3 separate regions of the Zea mays genome follow, and regions 2 and 3 are each linked to region 1. The links are chromatin contacts, called in public Hi-C maps. All regions are on one chromosome and are shown on one strand. Each heading gives the region's core, a stretch centred on a gene start, on an enhancer-like site or on the middle of the called end of the contact. The rest is flanking DNA. Distances are from core to core; before and after follow the strand shown.

Evidence for each region. Hi-C and Micro-C count contacts between places; a contact is called where the count stands out from the background.
Region 2: a contact with region 1 is called in a Hi-C map of endosperm, with 2.7 times the contacts expected there. The contact joins the promoter of LOC100382649 here to the promoter of LOC100276677 in region 1. A contact is called at or near these places in 2 of 25 Hi-C or Micro-C datasets (endosperm and leaf).
Region 3: a contact with region 1 is called in a Hi-C map of leaf, with 2.9 times the contacts expected there. The contact joins the enhancer-like site here to the promoter of LOC100276677 in region 1. A contact is called at or near these places in 3 of 25 Hi-C or Micro-C datasets (ear, leaf and tassel).

The regions. Positions count from the first base shown.
Region 1 is chr8:27,434,703-27,437,914 of Zm-B73-REFERENCE-NAM-5.0, reverse strand. It overlaps LOC100276677, which reads right to left and starts at 1,609. Exons shown (of 2, transcript NM_001150404.2): 1 at 1,180-1,609. The coding sequence starts at 1,517. LOC111589943 reads left to right here and starts at 2,431. Exons shown (of 4, transcript XM_023300858.1): 1 at 2,431-2,763; 2 at 2,871-3,212. The coding sequence starts at 3,020.
Region 2 is chr8:27,566,318-27,569,425 of Zm-B73-REFERENCE-NAM-5.0, reverse strand. It overlaps LOC100382649 (putative leucine-rich repeat receptor-like protein kinase family protein), which reads left to right and starts at 1,628. Exons shown (of 2, transcript NM_001175373.1): 1 at 1,628-3,108. The coding sequence starts at 1,807. It overlaps LOC100383812, which reads left to right. Exons shown (of 1, transcript NM_001176444.1): 1 at 1-84.
Region 3 is chr8:27,193,313-27,196,148 of Zm-B73-REFERENCE-NAM-5.0, reverse strand. No RefSeq gene overlaps it. Among protein-coding and RNA genes, the nearest start is that of LOC103636838, 79 kb to the left of the region's middle. Within about 2 kb of position 1,473, at least 1 of the 20 cell types and tissues checked has an H3K27ac peak or open chromatin away from gene starts, as enhancers often do. A contact at or near this core is called in leaf, where this site is marked.

The DNA.
Region 1 (3,212 bases), core at 360-2,859:
GACAATGGTGCAGCACAATAGAAGCCTTGAAATGGAGAAGTATGCCTGGTGTAAGTTCCCACCTGTTTTTTTTTATTAAACAACGAAACAAATGGATATAACTATATGGGGAAGTAAAGGCCATGTTGCTTGGAGAGGGAAAAAAATCATGTCTCAAACAACTATAAAAGGCATCAACCCCTACAAAACAAAGAGCACCGCAAACAAGGTATGGATGTATCCAACAGTCAGACGATCAGTAAGTTAAGAGGCCCTTTGTTGAAAAGTGAGAACTGAACTCTAATAACAGAAGGAAAGGGGACAAATAGCAACTAACAACATAAACCCATGAAAACAAACTGAAACAGGATGTCATATCACAATAACTCCAATAATAAGACCGCATATCTAACAAATCTAACCCATGGAACTGGCACCATAGGATGTCAATATCACAATAACTCCAGTCAGCCAATAACATTTCAGTTAACTGTGCGGAGGACCAACCAACGGCACAGAAGTATAGGATTCATCACGTAATCCTTGAAAAAATGATCCCATTCTCCAATGGCTAAAGAACACGACTCTATAAACAAGAACCCCAATTATATCTACAGACAACACATATCCTAATTAACATTAGGTAAGAAGAAACATATAGGCTTCATTTCTGAGTGCAGCTCTTCAGGTGGTGGCACCATCACCACCAACAGCACTGCCCAAGGCCTCCATTCCAACTCAAAAGCTAGCGAATGGTAGTCTAGGTCTAGCTAGGCTAAACTATCACTTCCAGGCAAAAGGGATGTCCTGAGATAGGGTTAACTTTCCAATCAGCCAACAAGCAAAATACTGAGGGCCTATGCAGCATCCGCTATGATTTGTGAAATATTTATAGCTGCAGCTCTGTCCGGTGGCAGCTACTGCAGATCACAAGCTATATGGATATGGGAAGGCAGAGTAAGCTTGTGTATGCACATATTCTACCTCGAACTAGAAGGTACTAGTTTGCACTTGCAGTGACGACAAATCTTTAGTAGGTAAGCAGAGATAAGCCTCCTTAACAATAATCAATTGAAGCATACATCACTGATGGTGAGAAGGGAAAAAAAGCAGTTTTTCAATTGGAACCCAGTTAGATCAGCTCAGTCGAGTCCAACAAAGAAAATAAAAAGACAAATCTAGGAGGCTGTCGAATCGAACCTGTAGATGTCAAAGCTGGGCTCCTTGTAGAGCACATCGGGGAGCTCCTCCCTGAGCGTCCGGATCGCGTACCCCATGTTGAGGTAGTACCTCTGCCTCACCTCGTCGTCCTCGTCCCCGCGCCTCCCCGCGACCGGCGGAGACTCCGACGGCGTGGCCGGCGCGGCAAGAAGAGGAGGCGGCATCCGGCCCTCCCGCACGGGGTCGGCGACCCTGATCACCCGCCCCGCCTCCCCCTGCTTGACGCGCCCCCCCGCCACCGCCACCGCCACACCCCTCCTCCTCCGCGCCGGCGGCCGCGCCGCCGCGAGGTCCGGCAGGTGCAGCAGCTGAGCCATGCCGTTCCTTGGTCTTGGCTTCGGTGGCTAGATAGAAGGGAGAGGTCGAGAGGAGAGGAGAGGAGAGGTCAGAGGAGAGTGTGTGAACTGCACGAGGGGAGAGAAGTATGTCTCCACCTGATATGACGAACCGGCCGCGCCTGCTCGGTTGGAGTCGTGCGCGTGTCACTGTTTTGTGGGGCCCTCTGCGCGCTTGGCCTGACCCCGCCTGATCTTGCTACGAGAGTGGGGACTGGAGAGCGGTGTTGTTTTTCTTTTGTCTTGGTCTTGCCATGGAAAATGAAAATGAAGGCCCCCTCGTCGTCTACTGTAGCGCGCATTCCTATGTAACATTCAGTATATAAGAAGTGATCAAAAAATACCCTTACCGACAACCCAAGATAATTAAATAAATAGCAATATTATACTATACACAACAGTAATCTGAGTAATAAATATATATGGTAGCTAATTTATGTCAACAGAGCCTAATTTTTGTTGGTGTATACCTTTTGCAGATTAATGGACAAAAAATATGTAGTTCCGCCGAAGCCAATGGAAGTCAGTAGGACTGAGCAAAAAACCCGTTACCCGAACCCAAAATACCCGTACCCGAACCCGTAATACCGGGTACCCGAAATTTGTTTGGGAATTTCGGGTACTAACTTGTGAAACCCGAAATTATTCTGGGTAATTCGGGTAGCGCCAACCGGTACCCGAACAACCCATACCCGAAATTTACAACGGCTGCTCGCGGCCCACTGTTCACGCGAATCACAATTCACAACGGCTGGCCACGAGCCCACGGCCCACCTAGGCAAGTGCAAAGTGCAAACCCAGAGACAGAGTCCCAGAAAGGTAGAAACCCTAGCGCAACAGTAGCGCACAGCCGCACACCGGCACACGGCACTACGACAGACGGCAATCTCCAGACTCCAGCCCCACAGCGCACAAGCGCAGTACCACTGTACCAGTAGTCCAGTACCGCACGGCGCCGCGCAATCTCCAGCTCCAGGCTTCACCGCCGTCCGCCGGCAGGCACAAGCCCAGTACCGCAGTCCGCAGGCTCACGCAGTTACGCTCCCGCAGTCCCGCTCCATCTCGGCATCTCCAGGCTTCACCGCCGTCCGCTGGCGCCGCCACGTTCAGCCAGCAGCCAGGCGGCAGCCATCAAGGTCAAGGGCTCCAAGCCTCCAACGTACAGGGCTCGCATCGCAGGTCGCGGTCGGCCGCCAGCCCGCCACGCCATCCTGCTCCTGCCATCCAGGTTAGGGTCACTGATAGTGATATGCTCATCCCTAATTCCCCACTGAGCCCTGCCCAAGGAATCGAGCAGACAACAGAACACATCCTAACCCTAATCCGACCTCGCAGGCTCGCAGCAGGCAGCACGGCAGCAGAGCACGCATACCTCATCGGCCGACACGACGACACCGATTGAGGAATCAAGCAACGTATGCATTTATATGTTGTCTAATCATCAATAACTTAGTAAGTTAGTATAAGGTTTGAGGTTTTTGCATATGCCTAATAGTATCGATGATAGAGTAGACATGGAATTGGAAAGAGAATCTATGGGTACTGCTACTCAATTTGAGCAAGCAATTGTGGAAACAACAGGTGATCGGTCACAAACTATACGAGGTAAATCTAGTGGAACTGAAGGCCAAGGGGATGCTAATTTTGTAGACCTTGCGAATGAAACTGAGAAAAAGG
Region 2 (3,108 bases), core at 379-2,878, 130 kb before region 1:
TAGATCCTTAGCTCGTTGCAACTTTCCTTTCCTATCGTCATGTACTCAGATCATAATTGAATCCAATTATCCAGTGTTTGGTTGAGAGGTGTTGCTAACAATTTTCGTTGACTGCGAGGTAGCTTTAGCGACTTTGACTATCGTATCTCGAGAATTTACAAGCCCAGCCATGTATGTATGGTATGAGCAGCCATGTAGGGCGCTAAGACTGTCTTCAGCGGTTGCCCCTAAATTTGGCCCCCCTATATCCCACTCACGTGCCACGTCAGCGTTCTCTTTCCTCCTATATCTCCACCCTGTACAGCGGTTCCCCCTAAATCCTTCCCCTACACCCCACTACAACCATAAAATATCATTTTCTATACCTACTTTTCATCTCTTGTCAATTTTTATTCTACTAACAATTAATTCAACAGTACAAGCACAGTGTTTAGAGGGCTTGCCACAGTCCTCCACATCTAGCGGAGCACTGCTCCCAGCGCTACCACTGTTGCTTGTAGGGGAAGGTTTAGAGGTGGCCGCTGCACCCATCTCGTCACCCTAAGGGCATGTTCGGTTACACTAATCCAGAGGGGGATTGAAGGGGTTTAAATCCCCTTCTAGTCATTTTTGACTAGGAGGGGATTTAATCCCCTTCAATCTCCCTCTGGATTGGTGTAACCAAACAAGCCCTAAACGTGCACAGTGCAAGGGGAGGGGGAAGGGCGCGGCATGCGCTGAAGACAGTCTAATAGTTGGCTGACACGCGTCTGCTGCGTCTTGGCACTTGGCAGCATGCTCCTCGCCCATCGTCGTCCTAGTCCTGCCTACGTGATGGTCGGTGAGCGGTGAGCCTGCCTTCTTTTCCTCCCCACGTCGCCCGGCCGGCGAGCCCTGTGCTCTGCTGCATTGCATGCCCCCCCGGCCTCTGCATGCTGGAGCTCGACCACCGAGCGGCAGAGGCAGACACAAGACACGTCCAAAGCTAGCCTGTCCTATCTCCCTGCTCGGCTGTTTGCTTGTCCGTATGGACAGAATCCGCAAAACAAGCACAGGCAAAGCATGGCCAATGTTGTCAGCTGTCTTGGCTTGGGGGCCTTGTGCATGGCGTGGGGACGTGGGGTGCTCTCGTTCGTTCAGTTCAAAGTTTGAATTCAAAAAAAAAATGAACTTGGCAGGAAAAAGGTGCAAAGCGAAAGAAAGCCAAGTCCTTGCCGTGCTGCGTGCAAAGCAATCATCGTCGCCCACACACTGCAGTGAAGTCATTCACGGCCCATCGCTTTCCTCATTCCCGCCGGCCTAACCCAAGTGTCGGCTGACGAGACTGTGTGAGAGTTGGAGAGCTGCGGATGGATCCGTCGGTCAACCGCTGCCTGTAATAATAATTAACAACAAGTTTTCTAATTCCTAATAAAGTGCTGCTACAATTCGATTGCCAGCAGAGGCTCACATGGGAATTGAAGGCGCAGATCGCTGACCGCGCCGCCGTCACTTGCCGAGCACGCACCGCGGTAGTAGCCGACACCGCCGCGCACAACGTTCCGTTCGTCTCCCCTCGAACCAGTCCTCCCACCAAAAACGCACTCCCGAACCCGACTCTCCTCTTGCTCGCTCTCGGTGGCGTCTCCGCCTCCGCAGTCCGCACTCGCGCACGCTTCCCTTCCCTTCCTCGCCCACGCGGACGCGGCCACGGCCGCTCCAAGCTAGCAGCAGAGCGAGAGCAGCCAATTTTGGCGCACCTCTCTCACTCTCCCTCCCTCCGTTCAGCAGCGTTCGTTTCGTTGCTCACTCAGATCCAGCCATTCAGGTGAGAGAGTAGGGGCAGCGATGCCCACGCCGCCGCTCCGTGGGGCGGGGCTCCTGCTCCGTATCTGCCTCTTCCTCTGCCTCTCACTCCGCCCCCGCCTGGCCTCCTCCGAGCCCGACGCCGACAAGGCGGCGCTGCTGGCGTTCCTCTCCGGCGTGGGCCGCGGCGCCACCGCCCGCGCGCGCATCAACTGGTCCACCACCCACCTCGCCTGCAGCGCCGACGGCCCCGGCCCCGGCTGGACGGGGGTCACCTGCAGCGCGGACGGCGCGCGCGTCGTGGCGCTGCACCTCCCGGGGCTGGGCCTCTCGGGCGCCGTGCCGCCGGGCACGCTCGGCCGCCTCACCGCGCTGCAGCTGCTCAGCCTGCGCTCCAACGACCTCTCCGGCCCGCTCCCCGCCGACCTCCTGCGCCTGCCCGCGCTCGAGGGCCTCCACCTCCACCGCAACGCCTTCTCCGGCGCGCTCCCCGCCGCCCTCGCGGGGCTGACCGCGCTCCAGGTGCTCGACCTCTCTTTCAACGCCTTCGACGGCGCCGTCCCCGGCGCGCTCGCCAACCTCACCCGCCTCGTCGCGCTCGACCTCTCCAACAACTCGCTTTCCGGCCGCGTCCCGGACCTCGGCCTCCCCGCGCTCCGTTTCCTCAACCTCTCCAACAACCGCCTCGACGGGACCGTGCCGGCGTCCCTCCTCCGCTTCCCCGACGCCGCCTTCGCCGGCAACAGCCTCACGCGCCCGGCTCCGGCTCAGGCGCCGCCGGTTGTTGTCGCTCCGCCTCCTGGCCTCGCTGCGCCTCCCCCCGCGAGGCGGCGGCCCAGGCTCAGCGAGGCGGCCATCCTCGCCATTGCCGTGGGAGGGTGCGTCCTCGGGTTCGCCGTCGCGGCGCTGCTGCTCCTCGCATTCTGCAACAGCAGCAGGGAGGGCCGCGATGAAGAGACAGTAGGCGGCGGCGCGGCTGCAGGGAAGGGCGGGGAGAAGAAGGGGAGGGAATCGCCCGAGTCCAAGGCGGTCATCGGCAAGGCCGGGGACGGCAACCGGATGGTCTTCTTTGAGGCCCCGTCGCTGGCGTTCGACCTGGAGGACCTGCTCCGCGCCTCCGCCGAGGTCCTGGGCAAGGGCGCGTTCGGGACGGCGTACCGGGCCGTGCTGGAGGACGCCACCACGGTCGTCGTCAAGAGGCTCAAGGAGGTGAACGCCGGGCGGCGCGACTTCGAGCAGCAGATGGAGCTGCTCGGGCGGATCCGCCACGACAACGTCGTCGAGCTCCGCGCCTACTACTACTCCAAGGACGAGAAGCTGCTCGTGTACGATTACTACAGCCGG
Region 3 (2,836 bases), core at 224-2,723, 240 kb after region 1:
GATATCACAATTTTGTCATGCAAATTGTCGAGTCTGACGTAGTAGAGTTATCAACTTCAGCAGGTTGAAATCTATTGTTTTTTCTTTTAAACTAAATATAGTTGTTGGCACAGAGATTTTAAAGTCTTCATTATGGATATTGAAAAACATAACCATGCACCTTTGGTACATCCTATGAATGTAGTCCTCGAGGCAAACTTAGCAGAGTTATCGACATAGGTAAGTTAGACTACCATATAGGCAGGGACCAACTTCATGTAGGAGATGGGATGGGCCCCTAATACACATATAAGCAGCAATTAATGTTCTAAGAACAAGTTTAATAATAGAGCCTGTTGTTGGCTCTAACTACATGATATGTCATCTGTAGCAAACAATAAACGCACTCATATAATAAAGTTGACGATAAGGTTGGCTCTTAGATTAATTCCTTGTCTTTTTCTCTTACATCCTTTTATCTTGGAGTCCATGTAGCACTTGCAGCTGACTCTTGCATGAGAGTCCACTTCCTCTACTTTCTGATGTCTCTCTCCTCCATATAAGTAAAAATGTGTAATACCCAATTTGTAAATAAAAAGAAAGAGTTGATCTCAAAATATGTTTTGCCCTCTACTCATTATAACATGGAAAAAAAAAACTCTTTTGTTTATGAGAATCATTCATGTGACACAGTTTATTTTAAATAAATACCAGATAAAACATGAACTTATGCATCATGCTGGGATTTCTATGTTTGTGCATTCATCCAAAACCTATAATCAAAATAAATTAGCTTTAGATTTAAATTGTGCTCCGAAGGATATGGGAGCAAAGGAATTGAGGAATGAATAAAAATAATAATAATAATGATAATAATAATACCATAGAAATTATGGCAAAACATTGGTAGTAGTATTTATATTAAAGTACTATTAGGATATGAGAAGTAAAATTCAAATCAACAATTCAAACCTATTTTGAATTATGGGTTTTTGGGCAAATAGAGGAAAAAAGAAAACACTGCCTGGGTTGAATAATCCCCCGTGGCCCAGCATCATTTTCTTCCCATGGCCCAACTCGACCCTACGTTTCCGTGGCCCACGATCCATTCCCTGGTCTGGCCAAATGACATGTGGGGCCGTGCTACTGAGATTCCTCTCTCGCGTAACAGACCCACCGCGCCGCCAGCCGCTATCTCTGTCGCGCGTGCTTGGGATAATCTGTGTCTAGTGCGTGGGGCCGGGATGACAGAGTCGTCTCCCTCCTTATCCCTTCCAGCCGAGTCAAGGGGTGGCTAGTGATCCGGTAAGCGCGCAGGCCGCGCAATAGCCTCGTCCGCGATTTTGGCGGGTCGTGGGTTTGGCCGGGTCCTCGGCCTCGCATTCGGAATATAAATGGGAACGTTCGCCGCTCCCTGACCGCAGGACCGCCAGGTTGTAGCCATCATCGCGTGCAGATAGCAGAGGGAAAAAAATTGAGATCCGCTCCGTTGATTGAGGTCGCAATCGCACCATCGCCTAAGCCAACTCAATGCGTCTGAAGATCGTGGGCGCGCGCCGCACCTGGCCATACCCTCGCGCGACGAAGACTGTGGCTGGGCGCTGAGAACAGAGATCTCAGGCTGGGCGCAGGTCTGGGGCTTCACGGGGTTCCTCGGGTGGTGGTTGTGGTCGTCCTGGTCGAAGTGGTGCACCAGGATCTCGTTGATTTCTCGTCGGGGCGTGGATCCAGGGGTTCTCGGTGGTACTCGGCGAGGAGTTCCTGATGCGCGTGCTTCGGTTCCTGGAGCTGTGGGCGATGGGAGGCCAGGGTCCCGCAATGTACCGTGTGCTCAGTTCTCTGCTGCTCGACCACCGGTAAATTTCCGTCCATGTTGTTCTTGCTCCTCCTCTCGTCGTAGTGCGTGCGCTGGGGTTGTTGCTTGTCGGCGCTTAAGCCTTCACGGCAGCGGAAGCACCACCGTCCTGCCGAGCTGAGGGTTGAAGATATGTCCGTGGCCGTCGATCGTTAAGTGAACGGATCGGACGAGATCTCGTCCGGATGATGTCTGGACCGTTGATGTGGATAGACGGTCGGGATTAAAGGTCACGTACCCCCTTCGCTTTTTGGTCTAGTGACGTTAAGATCAGATCGGAGGGATTAGATTGAATCACGCCTTCATCAAATTTTGGCCATAGATCTCGAAGCGTGTGGCCGTGGGTGCGTACCGGTTGGGATAACCGGGGATTTAATCCCAATCGTTGAATTATGATCCCATGGCCCTGAGCGCACCGTGACCCTTTGATCCAGGACATTTTGCAAAAGAGACCCTGATAAACACTGGAATCAACCCGCAGTCCAGTGTACTGGAACCTGAGTCTTAGAGTTTTTGCGTGCTAGCCCCTGATACTCTCTGTATTTATGCGCGCAGTCCAGAATCTAGGAAAATTCTGAAATTTAATTAGAAAATGATTTCTAGTGTTAAAATATTTTCAGAAACTTATTTAATTCATAGAAAATCCAATCTAGCTCCAAATCAAATAATTCCAATTTCTATAATTCTATAATATTATTGTTTATCACATAGTACCTCTGGTTTAACATGAAAAGTGTATTAAAATTAATCTCTTGGTTAATCTTGTATTGAGTGCATAAAACCTTAAGAAATTCATAACTTCTCCATTTTAACTCCGATTTGATCCGTTCAAGTTCCGTTAGTCTCGTAGCAACGCGTAGATTATTATTATGCAGTTTCTCTTATGTTTGATGTAATGTTAATTTTGTCTATACCATATCTGTTTGTATTGCTACGACTAGCAGCGAGGTTTCGAGTCACCTGAAGATCACCCTGGTAACTGGAATCTCAAGTGCCAGGCAA